Linked DNA regions of Mus musculus: regions 2 and 3 are each linked to region 1. A link is a contact called in public promoter capture Hi-C data. All regions are on one chromosome and are shown on one strand. Each heading gives the region's core, a stretch centred on a gene start, on an enhancer-like site or on the middle of the called end of the contact. The rest is flanking DNA. Distances are from core to core; before and after follow the strand shown. Region 1 holds the start of Eva1b (eva-1 homolog B (C. elegans)). Region 2 holds the start of Zc3h12a (zinc finger CCCH type containing 12A). Region 3 holds the start of Dnali1 (dynein, axonemal, light intermediate polypeptide 1).

The links. Promoter capture Hi-C pulls out the DNA fragments that hold promoters and counts their contacts. Capture Hi-C pulls out chosen DNA fragments and counts their contacts.
Region 2: a promoter capture Hi-C map of liver shows a contact between it and region 1, with 2.3 times the contacts expected there. The contact joins the promoter of Zc3h12a here to the promoter of Eva1b in region 1. A contact is called at or near these places in 3 of 39 promoter capture datasets (the 3T3-L1 cell line, hippocampal neurons and liver), 5 of 115 datasets of contacts at active chromatin or transcription factors (the NIH/3T3 cell line, bone marrow-derived dendritic cells, large pre-B cells and 2 more) and 2 of 9 other capture datasets (embryonic stem cells and liver).
Region 3: a contact with region 1 is called in a promoter capture Hi-C map of embryonic stem cells, with 2.4 times the contacts expected there. The contact joins the promoter of Dnali1 here to the promoter of Eva1b in region 1. A contact is called at or near these places in 3 of 39 promoter capture datasets (embryonic stem cells, hippocampal neurons and liver), 1 of 484 Hi-C or Micro-C datasets (pro-B cells), 3 of 115 datasets of contacts at active chromatin or transcription factors (embryonic forebrain, embryonic stem cells and pancreatic cancer cells) and 3 of 9 other capture datasets (adipose tissue, embryonic stem cells and liver).

Annotation. Positions count from the first base shown.
Region 1 is chr4:126,146,431-126,149,611 of GRCm38.p6, reverse strand. It overlaps Eva1b (eva-1 homolog B (C. elegans)), which reads right to left and starts at 1,609. Exons shown (of 3, transcript NM_172145.3): 1 at 981-1,609; 2 at 567-661; 3 at 1-376. The coding sequence starts at 633.
Region 2 is chr4:125,126,386-125,129,422 of GRCm38.p6, reverse strand. It overlaps Zc3h12a (zinc finger CCCH type containing 12A), which reads left to right and starts at 1,542. Exons shown (of 6, transcript NM_153159.2): 1 at 1,542-1,656; 2 at 2,341-2,817. The coding sequence starts at 2,375.
Region 3 is chr4:125,063,763-125,067,009 of GRCm38.p6, reverse strand. It overlaps Dnali1 (dynein, axonemal, light intermediate polypeptide 1), which reads left to right and starts at 1,353. Exons shown (of 6, transcript NM_175223.4): 1 at 1,353-1,492; 2 at 1,970-2,115. The coding sequence starts at 1,412. It overlaps Snip1 (Smad nuclear interacting protein 1), which reads right to left and starts at 338. Exons shown (of 4, transcript NM_175246.5): 1 at 58-338. The coding sequence starts at 257.

The sequences.
Region 1 (3,181 bases), core at 360-2,859:
CCACTGCCCAGCAGGTCTGGCTGCCCAGTGCGCCAGATCTCCCGCAGGATTCGTTCACGCTCCTCCAGCCGCTGTGCCCGCTCTAGCTCCTCTGCTGACGTGAAGACATTGACACTAAGGGGCCCGTCGGGCTCTGTGGACAGCTCCTGGCCCTGCAGCGTGTCATCGGGACCCAGCCTCGTCATGGTGTCCTCATCTTCCTCATCGTCCTCGTCTTCCGGCTCTAGGGTGCTGCTCCGGGGGTCCCGGCGCGGAGCAGGGGTCCGGGGTCGCGAGCGAGGCGCGCAGGAGATGCTGATGACCAGCAGGCATAGGGTCAGCAGCAGGCCGAAGCAGACGCCAAGCACGAAGTAGAGGCCGAAGCTCTCGGGGTTAGCTAGGGAGCAGGGAGCGGAGGTCACAGGGGGCCCTGACAGGCTGGAGTCGTCCCATCTGGGAGAGATCCAGGGTCTAGCTAGGCTTGGGGCAAGGAACGGAAGGGCTGCAAGGACAGGGTGAGCAGCTAGGAGTGGAGGGCTGCCTGGGTTATGATGGACGGGCTCCGTGCCCCCAGGCCTGGCCCTCACCTCTGATGTGCGCATAGGCTGCCAGGCTGTTGCTGAGTAGCTCCATGTCCCTTCTTGGGGCATCCATGCTGCTGGGATGCAGCTCGCCTGTCAGCCTGCGAGGTCACCCAGGTCAGGTCTTCCAGAGCCCAAGGCGCTCGCTCCTCGCGTAGCTCCTCCACCCTGGGGTGGTGGTGGGGCGAGGGAGCGGTTCGCCTCACTGGATCGCAGATCTGGACTCTGCTAGTCCTTGTTCCCCCGCAGACGCCTCTCCATCCCCGGGAGCGGCGGAGAGGGCGCACACGCTCCGCCCCCTCGTGGGGTCCCCAGGCGAGGCCCAGCGCACGGAAGGGCGAGGCGGTGCCTCGGGCTCCCCTTCCACCTCCCTCCTGCACCCCTCCACCCGCGGGGCCTCGGCCGGCCCGGCTCGCTCACCCGTCAGCGTCCCGCAGCCTCGCCCCGGCAGTGGCGTCTCCCCGGTGGCCGCATACACCCAGGCCGGGCCGCCCCGTCCGCCTTACCAGGTTCGCACGGCGGTGCGGCCGGACACCGCGACGGACCAGCCGGCGGAAAGTTTCCTCCGAGGAAAGAGGAGGGACGGGGCGGGGCGGGGAGGAGAGGCGGGGAGGAAGAGCGCCTGGAGGAAGGGGAGAGGGGGCGGCCCCTGCTCCCCTACAGGAAGCCGCTGGGGAGGGCGCTCACAGGGTCCGCCCCCGCCAGTACTAACAACAACATTAGTTACTAAACATCCCTAAGGCCTGGAGCCCCTGGCGGCAGGTTACCTCCCCTCCCGCTTCCCGTAGACATCCCTTCATTTAAGCCAGCCAACCCTGGAATGTGGCTACCATTAAATCTCCAATTTGCAAATGAAGTAAACTGAGTCAAAGATCTTGAAGACCTTTGCCACACGGTCAGGATTTGAACCCACAACGCTCTTACTCTAGCGCGCAGGCTCCAAACTACTTTCCTGTGCCTGGCTCCTCCTGGGATGAGGCGGGTCCAAACCCCTTCATCCTTCCAGACCTTCCTAGACCTAGTAGAGGCAGCCGGCACCCCCGCGTCCTTATTGGTTTTCCTCGGAGAAGGGATCTCTCAGCCCCTCCTCCCAGTGCCCTGGCTGAGTGTGTCCAGCTGCTGTGGTCACCCAAGGTTAATGATTGTCGGACTCGGCGGTGAGCCAGGTCCCAGCATATTGCAGACCCCAGCGGGGGCCTCGGCGCTAGGGAACAGCCTCGCTTGCTTTGCTAGCCGGACCTGCCCAGAGTCACACGTGTGCTTCCACCTGGGCTCAAGGCTGGGACCGAAGTGCGCTGGGGGGGATCTGCAGCTGGCCTCTTCTTTCTGCTTACTCTCCTGGCCAACCCCCTTCCCCTCCCTACGCTGGAGCTGGGGTGAGGGGGAGGCCTTCTTGGCGGGAATCTTGGGAAGGAGGAGGGAAAGAATGGCCAGAGGAAATTGCAGGCATAGCTGTAGGCGCTGCCTGAAGCCTGGAGGCCATTAACCCCTTCCCTGTTCAAGCTGCAGACCCCGACTCCTCCAAGCCCGCCTGGGTTCAAGTAGGGGTCAAGAGGAGATGGAGAAAGGACCAAGCTGGCTCAGACCTGGGTATTTTTGTGTTTAGTCTGCTTTGTAAGCATGCGTTGGCCCATGCGTACTTACCTATTTGCATATAATGCTGCCTCAGCATTTTAGTGTGGCATAAGTTCCAGGACAGCCAGGGCTATACAGAGAAACCCTGTCTCGAAAACCCAAAAAAAAAAAAAAAAAAAAAAAAAAAGGAATTGCAGAGGTCAGAGGTTACAAGCCCTCAGGAGGCAGGCATCTTCAAAGGGGCTGTGAGGTGTCATGAAGGTAGTGGAATGCATTAATGTGATGGAGAACATCTTGAGTAACTCTCACAGAGACGCCCCAGGTAAGAGCTCAGTCCTGAGGAGAGGGCAGCCATGCCAGGATCTCGGGGAGCCTGTCTAAGGCAGGATCAAAGGGTAGGATGGGAGCATGAGTGGAGTTTCTGGCATGCAGAGACGGAGCTAGCATGAGAGGTTCGAGGGGAAAGTAACTGATCGGAGACCACACAGGATTTGCAGATCACTCAGGAGCTTGGATTTCATTGGAAGTGAAGTGATAACCCCTGGAGGCTTAAGTTAGAGAGTGTCAGTCCCCACGCCACACATTGGAAAGACTCCTGAAGCTGCTCAAGATAGGCTTGGCCACAGCAGGGCAAGAGTGGAAGCAGAGGGCAGGGCGTGGTGGCGCACGCCTTTGAATCCCAGAACTTGGGAGGCAGAGGCAGGCGGATTTCTGAGTTGGAGGCCAGCCTGGTCTACAAAAAAATCTCAGAAAATTCACCATGTACCATGTAGACCCAAATCCCTTCCTGTCTCCAAAAAACAAAACAAAAAAACAAAACGAACAAACAGTAGAAGCAGAGAGAACAGTGTTGCAAATATTCAGGAAAGGAGTGGTCTGGGTGGTGGTGATGGTGGTGAAGAAGGAGGAGGAGGAGTTGGTAGTCTGAAGGGAGTTGCTGTGTGGACATAGTTTTGAGTGAAGATAGTTTTCGAGGCAGGCAAGACAAGATGAGATTAGCATCCTGGAAATAGGTGGGTCACCCAGTTCCAGAGAACAGGGAGAAG
Region 2 (3,037 bases), core at 293-2,792, 1.0 Mb after region 1:
TTCCAGGGGTCCTAAGCCCCTTGTGGCCTCCTGGGGCACCAGGCATGCATACAAAATTCCCATGCACATCAATACGGTAATTAAAAACTAAATAAAGTCAATAAAAATTATTGTTATCTCTTTTTAGACTGAATGTATGTAGCTATGTTGGTGGTATCTTTTACTATAAAACCATTTTATTAAAACAGCCAATGTCCTTAGAAGACAACTGCATTTGCTTAGACAGGTGAGATATGACTGAAGTATTGACACACAGTAATTAATTCTTACTTTTGAGTGTTTTGGCTTCCTGAGCCTCAGTTTCCCTATATGCAAGCATGCTGGTGACATAATAGACTTTGTCTTCCTGTGTGCAGGTCCTGGGTTCCCTTTCTCCCTCTCCTGGGCACCTCTCTCTTCTCTAGCACACACACATGCATTCGTGCATGCATGCAGGCACACTGACAGCCAGGCTCCCTTCCCTCTGCCCTGAGTCACTAGTGTCCCCCAGAATGCTCATAGTGGTCCCTGGTGCTACAGAGTGGGAGCTCCTATTTTTTTTTTCCAAGACAGGGTTTCTCTGTGTAGCCCTGGCTGTCCTGGAACTCACTCTGTAGACCAGACTGGCCTTGAACTCAGAAATCCTCCTGCCTCTGCCTCCCAAGTGCTGGGATTAAAGGTGTGCGCCACCACACCCAGCTGGGACCTCCTATCTTGATCTACATGGCTGAGGCCCTTCAGCTTTTTCCTGCATTTCTCAGAGGTAAATGGAGCAAGCATGATAACTCACACCTATAACCTCAGCACACAGGATCCTGATGGATGGGGCCACTGGGCTGTTTGAGGCCGGCATGGGTTACATAGCTTGACCTTGTGTCAGAAAGAACAACAAAAGCCAAAGAAAACAGAAGGTCCCTGAGCACAAGGATCTGTCCAATATCTAAGCCCCAGGATGATAATGTACAGGGCTGTGCTCGACTGAGGGATCTTGACCTCTTGAGGATAAGGGACAAGATGAGTTTTTGCAGTCTGCTTGATAGCATTCTTCACGGACTCTCCCATGGCGATTGGTGTCAATGTCCCTCCTTTTCCTGGCATTTCCTCCACCACTATGCAACTTGTGGTGGTGGAGCCCTCCTGTCTTGGGAAGGTATTTACTTCAAGAAAAGTGTCCCTGGTCCTGAGTGTGACTCTATCGCTGAACAGGCTTCAGTTCACAACCTATGTGACTGAACTGGAGTGGCCGGATCTCTGCCGGCTGTGGCCTCAACTTGTGCAACTAGAAACCTGGACCAAGCCGGTGGACGTGTCAAGTTGTTGAAGTGAACCTGCGAGGCCGTTCTATTCCGGTTTTGCATGGTGCACGGAACCTGCTTCTGCAGAGCCGGCGTTAAGCAGTCGGGTGGTACAAGCCTGGAGCCGCCCAGACTTCGTGTGGCCAGGGGCGTGGCTAGAGATGCTGGGGCGGGACTTGTTCAGAAACGGGGCGGAGCCGGCTCCGACCTACCGTGGGGCGGGGCAGGAGGGAGGCGGAGCAGGAAGGGGCGGCGGCCCTGCCCGGCTTCCGCGTCATTGCCCTTAAAGCACCTGCCCGCCTGTCGCGGCTACGAAGGTGCCGTCAGAGCCCGAGACTCGGCTCCATGGACACCTTACAGACGACGTCCGGCGCTCAGCGGGGTGAGTGCTACCGGGTGGAACGGGTGCTGCGCTGCGTTGGGTCTGACTCCGGGAGGGTCGCGCGCGGGCAGTGTCTCCATCGCTGGGACCCCGCTGAGTTCACCCTGGTGCGTGGAACGGGGTGTCTTGGGGCACCCGGCGTTCTCCGGGCTCTAGCCAGGACCTCCTCGCGTCACCGGGCCCGGTAGCCAACCAGAGTCGCCCAGCAACTTTTCTCTCCGTGGGTCACCCCGGAAACTTGTCCTTCCCAGAATAGAACTCTGTCCCTGAGCCGAAGTATGAGACTCGGAGACGAAGGCGGTGGCCACAATGGGGAAGCCCCTGGGTCCCCTGCGCACTTCCAGCCCCAGTTTCCTTCTGAGAGCCCCGCCCCTGCCTCTTGGGTCCCTTGGGTTGGCATGGAACAGAACGGGGTTTGGGGGTGGAGTCAGACCAAGTTCAAATGTTTGTATCACAAACTTTGAGTTGATGATCTTGAGTAAACGCTTACTGCCTGTGCCTCGGTCTCCCTCTTGTAAAAATAACTAATGCTGAGAGCTCTTTGAGAGCACAGCGTGGGCTGACACGTGAGAATGGCTTTGAATAGCGTCTTCTCAGTTCGTGTTGCCCCATTCTGTGGAAGAGAGTCTGAAAGAGACCTATATTGGGCATTGCTTGCCCTTAACCCTGTGGTCTGGTCAATAGGAGCTGTGATGGACACATTCCAAGAATGTGAAATATGAGTGACCCTTGTGGAACGAAGCCTGTCCAAGAATCCAACCCCACCATGAGTCTGTGGAGTCTTGAGGACAGACACAGCAGCCAGGGTCGACCTCAGCCAGACCAGGATCCTGTGGCTAAAGAGGCCCCTACTTCCGAGCTGCAGATGAAGGTGGACTTTTTCCGTAAACTGGGGTACTCGTCCTCTGAGATCCACAGTGTCCTGCAGAAGCTGGGAGTCCAAGCAGACACCAACACGGTGCTAGGGGAATTGGTGAAGCATGGCTCAGCTACTGAACGAGAATGCCAGGCCCTGACGGCCCCCAGCCCCCAGCCCCCTCTGGTGCCCCGGGGTGGAAGCACCCCCAAGCCTTCCACTCTAGAACCCTCACTCCCAGAGGAGGACAGAGAGGGCAGCGACCTGAGACCTGTGGTCATCGACGGAAGCAATGTGGCCATGAGGTATGTGTGGAGACCTGTGGAATAGTGTCTGTAGCTCTTCCTTTGGGAAGGGGGCTTGGCTTTTCTCTTGGACTGGTGAAGGAACACAAAAGCTGTCTGTGAGATCCCACCATGTGCCAGAAGGAACCCCTTAAGCCTTAAAGACTTCCTCAGGGCTGTTTCTCCAATGCTATAAGAAGGAAAACAGCTCAAATCCTTGCCAAGAGTCACACTTCTTGAT
Region 3 (3,247 bases), core at 104-2,603, 1.1 Mb after region 1:
CTCGCACCACCGGCCCCCGCGCCATCCCGTCCTCCGCCCAATCACCGGCTCGCTTACCGGGCTCGGCTCCCGCGGTGACCCGAGTGGCCAGGCTCGGCGGCGGGCGGGGACAGGCTAGCGGCTGGAGCGTCGGGCCGGCGGTGCGCGACGGGTTCGGGGCTCAGACGCTCCTGTTTCACCACCACGGTCGTCAGAGCGTCGCCTGACCGGTGTCGCCGCCGGCCGCTCCGCTCCCGCTCGCTTTTCCCCGCCTTCATCCTGCGGCCCGACCGAGAGTCACTTGCACGGTCCGTTGAGCCACTTGAGCCGTAGGAAGTGACGGACAGCTTTGCACTTCCGCTTCCGGGCAGCGCGCTATCCCAGAAGCCTTCACGGTGTCGGCCCCCCTGATGGGCGGGGCCCCAGGTGTTTGAGTCTCAGACGCTGGGGACGCCGGCGCGAGTGGCCACGGGGTCCCCGCTGCTGGGAGGTGTGGCTGGAGTACTGAAAAGGCAGGGCCAACCCCCCGGGAGGCTGAAGCAGGAGGATCGCAGTAATTTCGAGGCCAACCTGGGCAATTTAGTGAAACTGTCTCAAAATCTGAAAAAGTTGTAGCTCGGATAGATCGCAAAGCTCTGAATTCATCCTCAGCACCGCCAAATAGAAATCAAGAGTTAAAAGGGGAGGGAAGGCTGAGATTGTAGCTTAGTTACCGAGCGAGCGTTTGCCTCGCGAGTACGAAGCCCTGGATTAGTCCCCAGAACCTCAAAAAAATATATATGACAATCTCCCCCCCCCCCCGTCATAGTCAGGTTTTCAGTGTACCCTGGCTGTTCTAGAAGTCACTCTATAACCAGGCTGACCTTGAACTCTGCCTCCCTCTGACTCCCAAATGCTGTCATTAAGGTGTGTGGTACCATCGCCCAGCTTTTTTTTTTTTTTTTTTTTTTTTTTTTTGAAAAAAGAAAAAAACCTGTGGGAAAGCTAACCCAGCTCTGTTCCTTGCGCGTTATTAGTAGTTACGAAACACAGACACTCAACAATGTGAAACTCTTTTTTGTTTCTTGAAATAGTGTCTCTATATAGCCTTGGCTGTCCTGGAATCCACAAAGATCTGCCAGCCTCTGGCTTCCAAATGCCAATCGTCGCCAAATACTCTATAGAGTCACTAGATGACTTCCGTTTTAATCAAAGGTGGTCTGTCCATTTCATCATAAACCGAAACAGACCTAACGCTAGGGGTCCAGTCTTCTTTACTAAGAAACTTAGTGCTTGCGGAGAAAGCACAGTAGAACAAAACTTGCACGCGGCCGGCACCGCCTTCCTCAGAGGCCCCGCCCCATCCATGGGGCAAGGAGAGGAGGGGTTTCCATGGTGATCGCAAACAAGACTCCACAGGGGCCGCTACGGAGTTGTTACCCCTACTGCCACCATGATACCCCCAGCAGACTCTCTGCTCAAATATGACACCCCGGTGTTGGTGAGCCGGAATACAGAGAAACGGAGCCCCACGGTATGAACAGGCGTCTCAGGGGACGCGAGATCCTACAAACTCCCATGGGGAAAAGACATCCCAGCTTTGAGGATCTCTGGAATTTCAGGGGACAGATTGCTGGGGCTGACAGCCAAGGGAATTGGGACAGGGATGGAGGTTGGGAGAAGAGAACAAGAAGCCTAGCTATGACCTTAGAGGACAAATTTAAGATGAGAAAAGTCACATGGAAAAGATGGGGTTTGTGGTAGTCAAGTCCAAGAAGAGGTCTGGTAGTGACTTACCTTCGTCTAGAGAGTCAGAACAGAGGCCTGACCACTCATTCTAGAAACACCAGTTCAAACACAGGGTCAGAGCCAGATATCCCTCGTGGGATATCTCCAGCTCATATTTCCTTTAAGATCACAGATGAGGGAAATAGGCTGGAAATGGGGACGGCTGTACAAGAGACCTAGGAAAATCTGGAGGTACTAGACTGATCAACCTGTCTCTTCTTAGGCTCGGCCACTGAAAGTCACCATCCAGCAGCCTGGACCCTCTAGTACAAGCCCACAGCCACCCAAGGCCAAGCTGCCCTCAACTTCCTGTGTCCCAGATCCTACCAAACAGGCAGAAGAAATCTTAAATGCCATCCTGCCTCCAAGGTAGAGAGAGAGATGGTGGTGGGGAGCCCACAGTGACTAGGGGAAGGTCTAAGCTCTTGGTCCAGAACATAGGTGTCTTCCTGTGCCCTACCTTGGGTTTCCTCTCAGCTTTCTGGAGTTCATGGGGTCTCAGTATGGTTGTATGTTTGCAGCCAAGCAGGTACCCTCTAAATCCATGCCCTCCACGTTCTGAGCACTCTTCTGACTTTAGATGTCTGCTTTAACATATAGGTCTTCTAGACCAGTCCTCTTCCTTCTAAACTCCATTCTTTGGTCCCTCCATCAAGAGTCCTCATAGAGAGCCTGGTGTGCCGGCATGTGCTTAATCCCAGCACTCTGCAGGACATAGGAGAATTGCCTCAAAGTCAAGACCAGCCTGGACTACAAAGGGAGTACTAGGCCGGCTAGCGCCACATGCAAAGTTGTGTCGCAAAAGCCCATAAATGTCTAACAAGGCAAGGCCCAGTGAGCTCAGGAGGCAGAGGCAGGAGGATCAGAGTTTGAAGCTAGCCTGGGCTACACAGCCTAGCTAGAACTCTCAAAAACCCTCCACCTAATAGTCTTATGCATGCCCACACCAATGAGAACCACTGAGAACCTGTGAACTTCTCCAGAGATGGAGGCCAAGAGAGAGAGGTGTCATTTACTAGTGGATCCTCTCCCACCAACTTAGAAGTTTCTCCCTCTCTTGCCGTTCTGCCCACAAGTCTGTCACTGCAGAATTCGGGTATTCCTCCAGCACAGAATTCACTATGGGCAGCCATTGCAAACACAGCACTTTCAGAACCTCCACACTCCCAACACACACAAATGCTTCCTCGTGGCTTGCATGAGGTTTATGGTGTTCTGTGTCGCCACCATAAGCCAGTGTGGGGAATTCCCATTGCATCTTCTATTCGAATCAAGCAACATGACCACACATCTGTCCTCAACACGCTAGGCAGGTATGACCTGGAACAGAGGGTTGTAGTCTTGTGGAGAACAGAGACTGTCCATCTACCCAATGTTAAGGTAGGTGTCCTGAGGAGGCGGCAGAGTGGGCGTGGCTTGGGAAAGAGTAGGAAGTGGGGGTGGCATGATGGCAATGCTGCCTATGCCCACCCCCTGCTCCTGCTCAGGCAGAGTTCCAAGG